2 separate regions of the Sus scrofa genome follow, and region 1 is linked to region 2. Evidence: chromatin contacts called from public HiChIP or PLAC-seq data. All regions are on one chromosome and are shown on one strand. Each heading gives the region's core, a stretch centred on a gene start, on an enhancer-like site or on the middle of the called end of the contact. The rest is flanking DNA. Distances are from core to core; before and after follow the strand shown.

Region 1 (6,077 bases), core at 2,360-4,859, 170 kb before region 2:
TACAGGAATACATACAACAGAATCAATTTCCTGACCTATATAAACAATTTTCTACTTGATGCTTTCTTTAAAACGTAGTTTTAAAAGCATAAGGAACTTTCAGTAAACAATCTCCTGGACTGAAAATTGGAAACTTGCCATTGCTCCATCTTCCACAGTAACCAGACGAGCTTGATTCACACTCTACACCAACAGCCAAATGCCATTCAGGAGACAAAATTATTGCTGATAGCAACAGAAATATTTTTAAACTACCCTCTTCTTTTTTATTTACATCTGTTCTGGTGTTTGGATGAATTTTCCTCTTACTTTAGAAAATGTGCTTAACTGTGTGTCACATAGCTGGGGTCTGTGTGTGTGAAGGAGCGGAGAGCAGCTCACATGGAGTGAACCACGAGACTGTAACATAATATGGTCCCAGTGACCCATGATGGTCTTTTCCTTGAGGGATAAAGTGAAAGAGAATTCTCTATTAGTTTCCCAAATGTAAACAGTCCACATAGTTGTGTGCCTTATCATTTTTGAATCGTGATGTTATTCTTAGAAATACATGCTGGACTTAAAAAGAGGTACTTAATTCCTAAGCACACAGGGCTTGATTGTACGGGAGCGAAAACTGCCTTTTGATTTGATTATTTATAGGAACCAAATTTCCTCAGTGGAAAGAATGTAACAATTAAGAAATAAGCTGATTTTACTGTTGTCTTCATGGAGCAATAACAATATACCCAATGGATGCCCAGAAAATCTTAAAGTCCTGAGTGTTCCCATTGTGGCTCAGCAGGTTAAGATACGGGTTCAATCCCTGGGCTCAATCAGAGGGCTAAGGATCCAGCATTGCCATGAGTTGTGGCATAAGTCGCAGATACAGCTCAGGTCTGGTGTGGCTGTGGCTGTAGCTGTGGTATAGGCTGGCAGCTGAAGCTCCGATTCAACCCCTAGCCTGGAAACTTCCATATGCAGCAGGTGTGGCCCTAAAAAAAAAAAAAAAAAAAAAAAAAAAAGCAAAAAAAGGAAATCTTAAAGTCCTCAAAAATCATAAAAATTTAAGAGGAAAAAACCTTCTATAATTGTAATCCTAAACATATTTTTTTCTCCGAACCTTAGTGTCTCCTTTAAGGACTATGGCTGGATTCAGACTCCACCGATCCACCTAAGGATGGTGTGCTTTGCATACTTCAGCACAGCTACCCAGGACTTCATCCCAAACACAAATTCACCCCACCAGCCAGGTGTGTGCCAGCATCTGCTGTTTTTCTCTAGAAGAACAGCTCTTAGGAACTTGAGTGAAGTCACTAATAGTGAGACTCTCTTGAAGCTGCAGAGTGCTGAATCCTTTTTAAAGAAATTCCCCATGGAGTGTGTCATTGCACAAAGATAGATTTCCGTTATCATCTTCTCTTTTCTTTCTTGGGTGCATCCCCACCCCAGGACTATTCAGTGTCCACACAGCAGTCAGAGAAGTCTTTCCAACCTGCACATTGGATCCTGGGTCTCCTCCGTTTACAAATCCTCAATGGCTTCCCATGACCTTCAAGGCTTTTCGTGATTTGGCTCTGCCTGTATTTTTTTACTTAATCTTCCTCAACTTTCTCCCTAATTCATGGCCCTCCATCCAAATTGGCTTTCTTTCTGTCCTTTAAATATGCCCAGCTTTTCCCTGGCATGGGACCTTTGCGCATACTGTTGCTTCTTTGGGAGTTTCTCTTCTCTCAGTCTCTCCATGGTTGCCTCTTTATGAACAGCGATCTCTCAGCTCAAGTGCCCCCCTCCTTAGAGGGCCCCCCCACCCTGGTCAAAGCAGTCCTCTACCTCCCTCTATCATAGCACCGTATTTTATCTTCTTCATAACACTCTACTTGAAGTTACTCTATTTAATTTTGTCTTTATTTTTTCACTCCAACTATGTGTTATCCATTGCTGCATGATAAATTACCCCAAACTTAGCAACTTAAAACAGCAACAGGAATTCCCATTGTGGCTCAGCAGGTTAAGAACCCAACATAGTGTCCATGAGGACGTGAGTTCATTTCCTGGCCTCGATCACTGGGTTAAGGATCCGGTGCTGCTGCAAGTTGTGCTGTAGATTGCAGATGTGGCTTGGATCCAGTTTTGTTGTTGCTGTGGTGTAGGCCAGCAGCTGCAGTTCTGATTCAACCTCTAGCCCAGGAACTTCCATATGCAGAAGTTTCAGTCATAAGAAAGATAAAAACAAAACAAAACAAAACAAAAAAAACCTAGCAACGAACATTATCTCACACCATTTTTATGAGTTAAGAATTTGGGAATGACTTCACTTGGTAGTTCTGGCCTGGAGTCTGACTTGAGGTTGCAGTTGGATATCTGCCAAGGCTGCAGTCATCTGAAGGCCTGACAGGGGCTGGAAAATCTGATTTCAAGACACTTGACACACATGATTGGCAGGTTTTTGCTGGCTATCAGAGTTCTCAGTTCCTGAATGGTCTTCTCAACAGGGCTGCAGGGATGTCCACACTATATGGCAACTAGATCCTTCAAGAGCAAGTGATCCAAGAGAGAGCAAGACAGAAACCACAGTGTGTTTTATGACCTAGACTGAGAGGTAACACATAGTTGTTCAGCAATATCCAACTGATCACACAGGTCATCTGCATTTGGTGTGAGAAGAAACTAGTCAAGGGCATGAATGGCCCGAGGCAAAAGCCATTGGGGGGTCCATCTCGGAGGCTGGCTACCACACCCTGGATGTCACAGACTCTGTCCTGTTCAACATTTCCTTTGTGACTAGGAAAACCCCTGACACCCACTGAATGTTTGATTAACAGGAGACTAACTGTTGAGGCACAGACCTGCGTCTTTCTTAGTTTCTGAGTTTGGGTTCACACACATGTGTTTGTAAATAATCCTAACCAGAAGGTAAGACACTGGATTCCTTTCTAGCTCTGTCCCTACTTAGTCATGTGACTTCAAATAAACCACTGAACCTCCATAATCTTTAAAATCTTTATCTATGAAATAGAAATAATACCTATCCTGACTCATTCACATATTCTCTGTAAACATTAGGTAACAGAAACTTAATTCTGTTAACGGGGGTTCAGGAAACCGGCTCTAGGTTCAAACCTTGTGGCTTTTTAATTCTGTTACATGAGACCCAAACTCTGTTTCCTCTTTGACAGACAAAGAGGTTAAATTACGTAATCTGTAATGTTTTTCCAGTCCTCAGATGCTGCAGTTTTTATGGCTAAAGCAATAAATTACATGATGTTAATCTGAAGGCACCTGAAGAAGCAGTATTGCGTGATGTAGCTAAGGAGCATTATTATTACAGACAAAACACGTCAAAATACTATCAACCTGTCACTGAAGCAGTCGTTCTGATTGAGGAGGTGAGGCAGGCCAGTGTGGGAATGGCATGCATTGTTAGTAAGGGCCCAGGGAGAGTTGAAGATGGGATTGGCAGGTACTGGCAAACTGACTTCAGTCAATTCTGGAGCTGCTGCCCCCACTCAGGCCTGTTTCAGTGGCTAAAACTTTGCCTTTGGCCTTGCGGTTCCTAAGATGAGGCCCCCGAGAATTCATGTGTGAGGGAAGTTTCTGCACCAGGGCCCAAGAGGGCACCCTTGCTCCTTTCTAGAAACCAAAGGGAACCAGCCCTAACTGCAGATCAGCCTTGATCTGCAGTATTGTGTATCCTATAAACACACACTTTCAGTTTGGAATTCCCTGCGTACACTCACAGACCTCAGCCAGGAACAAACAGCCCCTTTAAAATAGGAAGACATTTTCTGACAGCCACCAAATCACTAAATACTGACTCCTTGCTCACCAGGATTTCACTGAAAGTCCTCACCGCTTTTGTTTTAAAATTGTTGACTAGAAGTCAGTAGGAAGTGAGGCATTGACCATATTTGCACAGCTGTCATGTTTGTTTCCTCAATATCATTTTGAAAACTAAGATTTGTAAGTTTCATACAAACACTATGTTGATCTGGCATGGAGATGACTTAACTTTTAGGTTTCTCATTAATTGCTTTTCTTAATAAAACAGCTTCCATTTGGAGCATTCATAACTCATTTGATCTTCCTAGTAGACAATACAATTAGCAGCCTGTCGGGGGTGGAGGGGGCTGCATATATATATGCATTGGTTTTGGTTTATATTGTGGTGGAAACAGAAATCCCTAAAGGAATTTCAATGTTTGTATCCACAAAAATATCACATTTCCCATGCTTTTAAGAATTTAGAAATGTCTTTCATTTGTGTTTAGAATAAAATCTGGGATGTAAAATTCTGAAAGATGATGTAATTGATATATTTGAACAAACATCTATAGGGCAAGACATAGTGTCATTGATTTGTTTGTGGAACTGAATCATTTGAAGTCAAGTCTGAAGATCTCAGTGGCTGATTTGTCAGCCATTCTGACCAGTTAGTCAGTTTTTAATAAGCTTAACACATCCAAGCATATGAGCCCAGTCCCGGGCCTAGGACCCGAAGGAAAACATTAGGATTCAAAGCCATACAAAACAATGCTACCAATTGCACTGCATTACACGGCTTAAATGTTTGAAGCTTAATCCCTCAAAGCCACCTTGAACCATGTGCTATAGCCACGGAGAGTGTTAAATGAAAAAATCTGAAGGATTAAGAAGTCATTTCCACTAGAGGGAAACACATTTTCTCAGCTGTTCTGGTTTCAGTGAAGAGGAATTTTCCCTAAACCCTGCTTCCCTCCCTCCTCTTTATTCCCTTTCCTCAGGGGAAGTAGAGCAATATATCAGGTTGGGAATTTAAAATAAATTTGGCATGCAGAGCTCAGTTCCGCCGCCTATGGGAGAGAGGCTCCTTGATCCTTAAGTCCTACCTGGCTCCACAGCTGGGAGACCCACCTGGCTCCAGCATTGCAAATAGGGTGGGCCAGTCTCCCTGAGGGTCAGTTAATGAGGCTATTTATTCTCTCATAAAGTATCGCCTTTAATTTTGTCAGTATTTTGGGTTTCCATCCATCAATCTTGGTCTTTCTTCCCAAGACCCCAACAGTTTCTAACAAACCAATAACCTAATTGACAGACCTGTTCTGGCAAGTTTCCACACATCTGCATATCCCCAAGCCCATATCCCAACAGCACCGTTGCTGCTGTAAACTGGGTTTATAGTTTAATGCACGCCACCAAGAATGCAGGCCACCAAAGTACTTAAGGTTAAGATAAGAAAATGGCCTTGACACCATGTTAAGGGAAAAGAGTACTGTAAAGATTTCTATATTTTAAGCACTGTATTAAGTTATAGAATCAGTGAAGGTGTTATCTACAACTATGCATGTGTTTGTTTCATCCAGTCTCCATGGAGGGAGGGAGCCTGCTAGTTCTTCTTCCCCATCTGTGTTTCTTTCACTTCTTTGACCCACACTTTGAAATCATGGTCAAAAGTTCCACTTCCCCAGAGACAGCCACCACCAAGGGGCCCCAACCTGCATTGGACAGAAATCAGTCTGGAATTACTCACATCTCTGAGAGCTTCCTCAATTCAAGCACACAAATGAGTCCATGAAAATGCTACAGGTTGAGCTGAATCCTTTTGTTTTCTATTCCCCTGATTAGACTGGTATCTCTATCATGAAAGTCATGATATCTTTTGCTGTCTATTCCCTTGAATAGACTGATATCTCTATCATGAAGCTTCCATATACCTCTTTGAGGGCGGACTGCTCCTGGTATTTTCTTGAAACTACAGAAAACACTTATTTTTTTACCACAGAAAAATTTTGTGTCACTAACCACTTAAGTGTTTCTATTAAGGTCTAAATTTTAATGTTTACATTTTTAGCCTATATACTGTCCATCATCTAGTTAGAAGTGTTCAATCTCATTTAGTACTTATACATCTTCAATCCCTCTCTGTGAGTGTGTGTGTGTGTGTGTGTGTTTGCGTGTGTGTGCATGCTTGTGTAAGGAATAAGTGTTAATTGGGGATGCTTTAATTCATGCTTAGCTTAAATTCCTGTATCAGAGCCTGTTTGGCTTCTTCCATAATCTACTTGGGCATCAGCTTCCTCCATAATCCACCTGAGTATCTAAATCTACTTTCTCAGGCT
Region 2 (6,269 bases), core at 885-3,384:
ATGTAGGGAGCATTCTAAAAGGATGAAGGGTTGAACAAAACATGGCCCAGGAACTCTGGTGACCCCATTGTGACTTCATAGTGTGAAGATACCTGCAAGTTAGAATTCTGAAAGTTGAATATATATTTAGCAGAAGATTATTCACCTTCCTGGTTCTGACTGTAAGAAAACAATGCCAAGTTAGTCGCTGAGTTCATAGGAGTGACTATATACACACACATTTTTAGTGTTAACTGTTAAGTGGCCTTTTGTTTGGAGGATTTTAAATTAAAATGTCCTGCCCTCAATAAGAATCTGTACTGCTAATGTCCTAAAATAAACTAAGATCGCTTCCTGATCCTGGTCAAAAGGCTTCAGCTCTGCCCCCACACTCCAGCTCTTTCTTGGCAGAGAAGATAAACAAATTCAAACAATTATTCAGGAAGGAATAAAGGACCATTTTGTTTTGTTTTTTATTTTTGTCTTTTTCTGGGGCCGCACCCTCGGCAAATGGAGGTTCCCAGGATAGGGGTCGAATCGGAACTGTAGCCGCCAGTCTATACCACAGCTACAGCAACGTGGAATCCAAGCCACGTCTGCGACCTAGACCACAGCTCAGGGCAACACCGGATCCTTAACCCGCTGAGCAAGACCAGGGATCGAACCCGCAACCTCATGGTTCATAGTTGGATTTGTTAACCACTGAGCCACAGTGGGAACTCCCTAAAGGGCCATTTTGTACATCCATTATAGTCACAATGAAGGAAAATTTCTATCCTATCAGTGTGTCTAATATAAAACCAATTCTACACAGCTAGTTTTTGCAGTTAAGAACTAAATTAAAATAATAAACAATGCCTAAGATGTTTATTTTGATCTATAAGCTTGGTAAACACATTAAATTGATTTCCATTGAGATAAATGCTGCACAATGTTGTGACCAAACTTCTCCTTATTTTTTTCTAGAACACCAGCAGCCACTATAAAGAAGTGTCTTGACTACATCCCTGACATTTCTCACCCACAATCTAATCCTCCCAAGAAAATCACAAAGTAGACATTATTACTAGTGGGAAACCAGAGACCTGAGAGTTTATAGGACTCACCCAAAGCCACACAGCCAACCGTAAGGATGGTGCCATATGGACCCATCTATCCTCAAAGCCAGCTCTTCCCAGGAGTTCCCAGGTGGTGCAGCAGGTTGAGGATCTGGTGTTGCTGCAGCTGTGGCTGTAGGTCACAGCTGCAGCTCAGATTTGATTCCTGGCCCAGGAACTTCCATATGCCTCAGGGGCAGGGGCAGAGGGTGGGGGAAGTCAGCTCTTCCCAGTTAGACAAATTGCCTCTTTGCTCACTCCTTTCCCTCCTTTGGGGCTCTTTCTTAAACCTTTCTTCCTGCCGACAGTGAAATCATCCATTCTGGGCTCTTGGACCACCTCAGGGTTCTAAGATGAGCTGTCAGGCCTCACTTGGGTCATCTCCTCCACCACTTCTGTTTCCTCCTTCCTCCAACCTCTTCCTTTTCTCAAGCTGAGAGTAGAACAAATAAGCTATTTCAGTCATAATAAATTATGTTACAACCACTTGAGAGAATCTGTATATTCCTTGGTAGTGCTGAGTATACAGTAATGTTATCGAAATAGTAGAATGCTAACTATTACAGCAAAATCAATAAACCCAGCCTTCCCGAGCAAAGTCAATCTCTCATTAGTAACCTACTTTAAAATGCTCTTTCAGTTAATCTCACGAATTCACGGGGATAATCCCGAGGGCAGGATCATCGTTACTGTTCCCTATAATGTCTTTGTCACAATCACTGGAGCCTAAACTCACCCATGAGAGCCATCCTGCTCTTTCTCCAGGCTGGGATTTCCTTCTATCCCAGGAACACCAGCTCACCCGCTGCTCTGCACCCACTTGAAGCTTAAAATGAGGAACACGCTCTAAATCTCTTTTGCAAACTCTCTGCGTACTGGATTTTATATTCTTGAAGAAATGCAGGCTCAGTCCTGTCTTTTTCACTCTACTGAGAATCTCCATTCTCTAACGATCTTACGTTGCCTTTGGAAATTCAGCCTTTGGGAGAAAGCAAACTTCCCCATTTTCTGTTACCAGAATGTGTCTGCCCTTCCCTTAGGATGGTAATTGCTTATGTGTGTTGCTCTCTCCCTAAACAACTCATCCCCAAAGGCTGAAGTTAAAATCATGCTTGCTCACCATGTGGCTGTGATTTTCTCTCTGAGTTTCTCAATTACACACAATGTGATTTCATTCTGACTCTCACCACAGTTTATTCTTAGTTCTTTCATCTGCACCTTTCCTGCCTTGATGTATCAGTGCAGCCAAGCTCCAAGGGGATGCTTTTCCCCACCTTCATCCACACTGTCTTGTGGTCTCTCAGGCAACCTCCTCATTTGCACCTCACAATTGCATTTTTCTTAATCAAAAAATCATCATTAAAAGGCTAGCCCTATTAAGTGAAGAAAACTGTCCCTTCCATTAGTTATGTATTTTCATCCATCTCTTTGAAACATGCTTTTAAAACTTTACAATAGAGAAAAGTAAAACAGAGAACATCCCAGTATTTACACGTGATCTGCCCTCCAAAATCTTGCAACAAAATTAACTGCCTTTATAAGTAAGATTTCACCCTTCAAGTATTCAAGTATCCTCTAATACTTACTTTAGAGGATATAAGGAAATAATCTTGATCTCATACAATAACATTAAAAAATATGTCTAATCATAGGAAAACAGCAAAGTCACTTGTTTCAGCTCTTTAAAAATATTTTAATCATGCAAAATCAACATTATGGACTCTAACATAATGCTAGAATGTTAACTAAGGTGAAGTGGCTTTTATTCACTTTACAGGATGTGTATTTGGCAATAGTTATTAAAAATAATTACTTTAAAGGAACTCTACATATATTATTTCAGAAACAATATTTTTAAATACAGCAGTAAACAACAGAAACTATTGCTTTTTGTACATTTTTTGGCATAACACTGCCATACAGTTACAGAATTATAAAATAAGTGTCTCATAGTACCATACAGATCCAGAAACTGGTTACAACTCCTACCACATACACATGGTATTGGTGCAGACAGACATGCACAGCATTCTGTAATTCACCCTGCAGGAGACGACGGAGCCCAGAAAAGGCCCAGGGCCACCGGAGAGTCTGAGCTCATGTAGGAAGTAAAACACACATCTTTTTAAGAATCATATCCATTTTCCCAAAATACTCAAAATGGAAAGGACACAAGAGTTTCCCAATTGAAATGGACCCAGCTGGCAACCCCTCTTCTTAGGTAACCTGAAAAAAGACCAGATAACTTAGGAACCAAATACACTTTTTATAAAAAGGAAAAGAAAGAAAAAGCTTGTCACAAGATCTAACATTTTGCTCTCTCTCATCTGTTGCTTTTAATTGTGATGCCTCACAATGAAGACGCCATCAGTCTCCATGGTGTGGGAGATTACAGTCCTTTCATTACAAACCACCTACCACTGACCTCCTTGTACCTGCAGCCAGTCCCTCCACTGAACTTCTTTTTAGGAAAACCACCACTGGCAGAGGAACTAAACTTGGTGCCTGACCATTTGGTTTTTTTCCCTCAGTCTATGAAAGGTTTCAGCCTGCAGTGGAGTAAGTGGGATTCAGGCCTCAAGTACAAGCATGAAGGGGGACCATTTCCACACCAGTCCTGATCTCCTTGGCACCTACAACACAGAGCTGGCTCTGAAAGTGCGTCCCCACCATAGAGCTTTTGCAGACCACTGCTCATCTGCTTCCAGTAATTCTGGCATTGTACCAACCTATAATTGGTTATGAATATCTCTATAATGAGTTTCTAGTTACTGTTTCTAATTTTTTGTTTCATGTGTATCTTCCTTCTCACATGACACTAAACCCATCAGCACTGAAAAGTGTTCATCTGACTAATGAGTGCAGGACTTGGACGCTTCTTAGGACCAAAGCTCGCTACATAACCAGTCTCCCTAATCCATGTAACTGTTCCGCAAACTCCATTATAATTTAAAAACGAGGCTATATAAACTTTATATCTTCAATATGTTTTACATATTAAAATCTATAAGGTTTCTGATTTTTTAAAAAGTTCTTTCAGCATTAACAACTGAGCACTGACTGGTGTCCTTTCCTTTTCACTTCATCTTTAAAGAACACAGGATTCTTTTATGGAGACTTTTGTATAGATACCTCTGACAAGTTCTGATTGAAGATCAGAATTTTTGAACTGGGAGGAGGGGGAGTCAGAACTGATATTTCAGTGTTTCCCAAGATAGTTATAAAGATTCAGCTATAATTGAACTGGCAGGTATCCAATTGCTCACAAATTCTTAAACAGCTACAAAATGGTGGCAAATGAATTATAACAGATATTTTATGAAAATTGATACCCAGTGGAACTGTGTATGAAGTCCAAGGTGGGCCACCTTCCTCAGAAGTCAGCGATCAGGGAGCCTAACATCCTCATCATCCAGACAAGGCCTAAGGACCCCTCCTGCCACTGGGGAGGCTGTAGCCCAATGTCAGCCCCCTTCGCCAAGATCCGCTCTGGTTCTCAGTCACCTCCTTTCTCTGAACTCAGCCTCCAGGCAGAGTTCCGGCCATAAAACAAAGCAGTTAATTCTATCCTCCACAAGAAAACTTTAATTCAAGGAAACAAACATTAAGAAGTTATTTCCCATAAGTAACTAAAATAATAAGCTCCTCAACAGATGAAGAAAAAAAAGCAGAAGACGACAAAAAAAAATTCTAAGGAAAAATGCAAGAATGGTACCGTTTAAAGGTTTCTCATAAAACTATAGCAGAAAATTTTTCAAATTAATTTCAAATTCCCCCATCTACTAGATTTAAACTTTTAAATAATTTATCTAACACAAGTCTATTTTCTACATTCATCTGCATCTACAAACAAAAGTAAAACAGATAAACATTACTCATGGTAACTGAGAGATGTTTACAATGAAAATTGTCACAATTAGCAAAATTAAACAGAAACATAAATGTAACAATGTAGTTTATCTTTCTTATTGTAAACACTTTTTGTCAAAAAAGAACACATTTTTGAACATTGTGGCTAGAATACTTCCTTCTAAAGGGATGCTATTGACACAAATGGAAATTTCTCCAAAACGACAAAGCACCAAAGTAAATTTCATTAAAATAACTGATCTTCATGGTTTGGAATGTTCCTTAAAAGGCAAGATTTTATAATGGGGTGAAAATTTAAACTTCTGAATGAAAATCATTTACATCAGTTAAGGCACATCTGGATACCTCCAGGCATTCATAACTCTATGATCTTCTGTAATAAGAAATTTCTAAAACATGGTCTGCCCCCAAGCACAGTCTGCTGGGTGGGCTGGAACAGGGAAAGAGGCAAGGTTGTACTCACTGCTACCCTAGAGAGTCCTCACACAAATCTGTTCATGGTATAAACACTATAGGATTCACAGGTGAAAGAAGTCAATATACATACACTCCTAATTTTCCAGATCCTGCTGACCCAGGCCATCATTCTCTACAACTGCGCGTACATTTGAAATGCTTCCAGCATGTCTAACTCCAGCCTACCTTACATTGCATGGATATATCCCAAAAGAAAAAAAAAAAAAAAAAAAAAGGGAGACAGAACAGAAATCTTCAAAACTATTCCTATAACTAAGAATCCCCACTCACCCCAACTAAACACAAGAAACTCAGAGGTGCAATCATAGTCAAGCAAGATTAAGACTGTCCTTCTTGTCTAGGGTTAGAAAATAAAGCTTGTAAATGAGCCTCAGTTATAGAAAGACAAAAAAAAAAAACCCACAAAAAACAAACAAAAAAAAAACCCTGCCTGATTTAGTTACTTAGTAGATTATAAACTCAACCATAATTCTAGCATAAACTGGAAAAATTTAACTTTAAACAATTGACCAAAACTCTCTCTCCATCAGTTCAACAAATTTTTGAGCACTTGATAAGGAAGTTTACTTGCTAAAATTTTTTAAAGGGTGACTCAGATGTAACACTGTACTGTTTTTCCTTTTACATCAGATCATTTCTTCTTTCAGATTAAAGTTTGAAATCTAGATACAAAAGTAATTTTATAAACATGTTTATATTTATAATACTTTGCAAAAAAAAAAACCCAAAAAGACAAACAAACAAAACCCTGACAACTTCTTTAGTAACTCCTGAGTTATAAATTCTGTTTTCTCCTTGAGGCTGAAAAAAGGAGTCTCTCAAAACTAAAATTCAAAATAAAATTAT

Evidence for each region. HiChIP or PLAC-seq counts read pairs in DNA pulled down with a chosen protein or histone mark.
Region 1: an H3K27ac HiChIP or PLAC-seq map of alveolar macrophages shows a contact between it and region 2. The contact joins two enhancer-like sites. A contact is called at or near these places in 1 of 47 Hi-C or Micro-C datasets (embryonic fibroblasts) and 1 of 2 datasets of contacts at active chromatin or transcription factors (alveolar macrophages).

What each region holds. Positions count from the first base shown.
Region 1 is chr1:51,504,198-51,510,274 of Sscrofa11.1, reverse strand. No RefSeq gene overlaps it. Among named protein-coding and RNA genes, the nearest start is that of MIR30A, 94 kb to the right of the region's middle. Within about 2 kb of position 3,609, at least 18 of the 83 cell types and tissues checked have an H3K27ac peak or open chromatin away from gene starts, as enhancers often do. A contact at or near this core is called in alveolar macrophages, where this site is marked.
Region 2 is chr1:51,328,811-51,335,079 of Sscrofa11.1, reverse strand. OGFRL1 (opioid growth factor receptor-like protein 1) reads right to left here. Exons shown (of 7, transcript XM_003121264.5): 7 at 2,749-6,269. Among named protein-coding and RNA genes, the nearest start is that of OGFRL1, 19 kb to the right of the region's middle. Within about 2 kb of position 2,134, at least 1 of the 83 cell types and tissues checked has an H3K27ac peak or open chromatin away from gene starts, as enhancers often do. A contact at or near this core is called in alveolar macrophages, where this site is marked.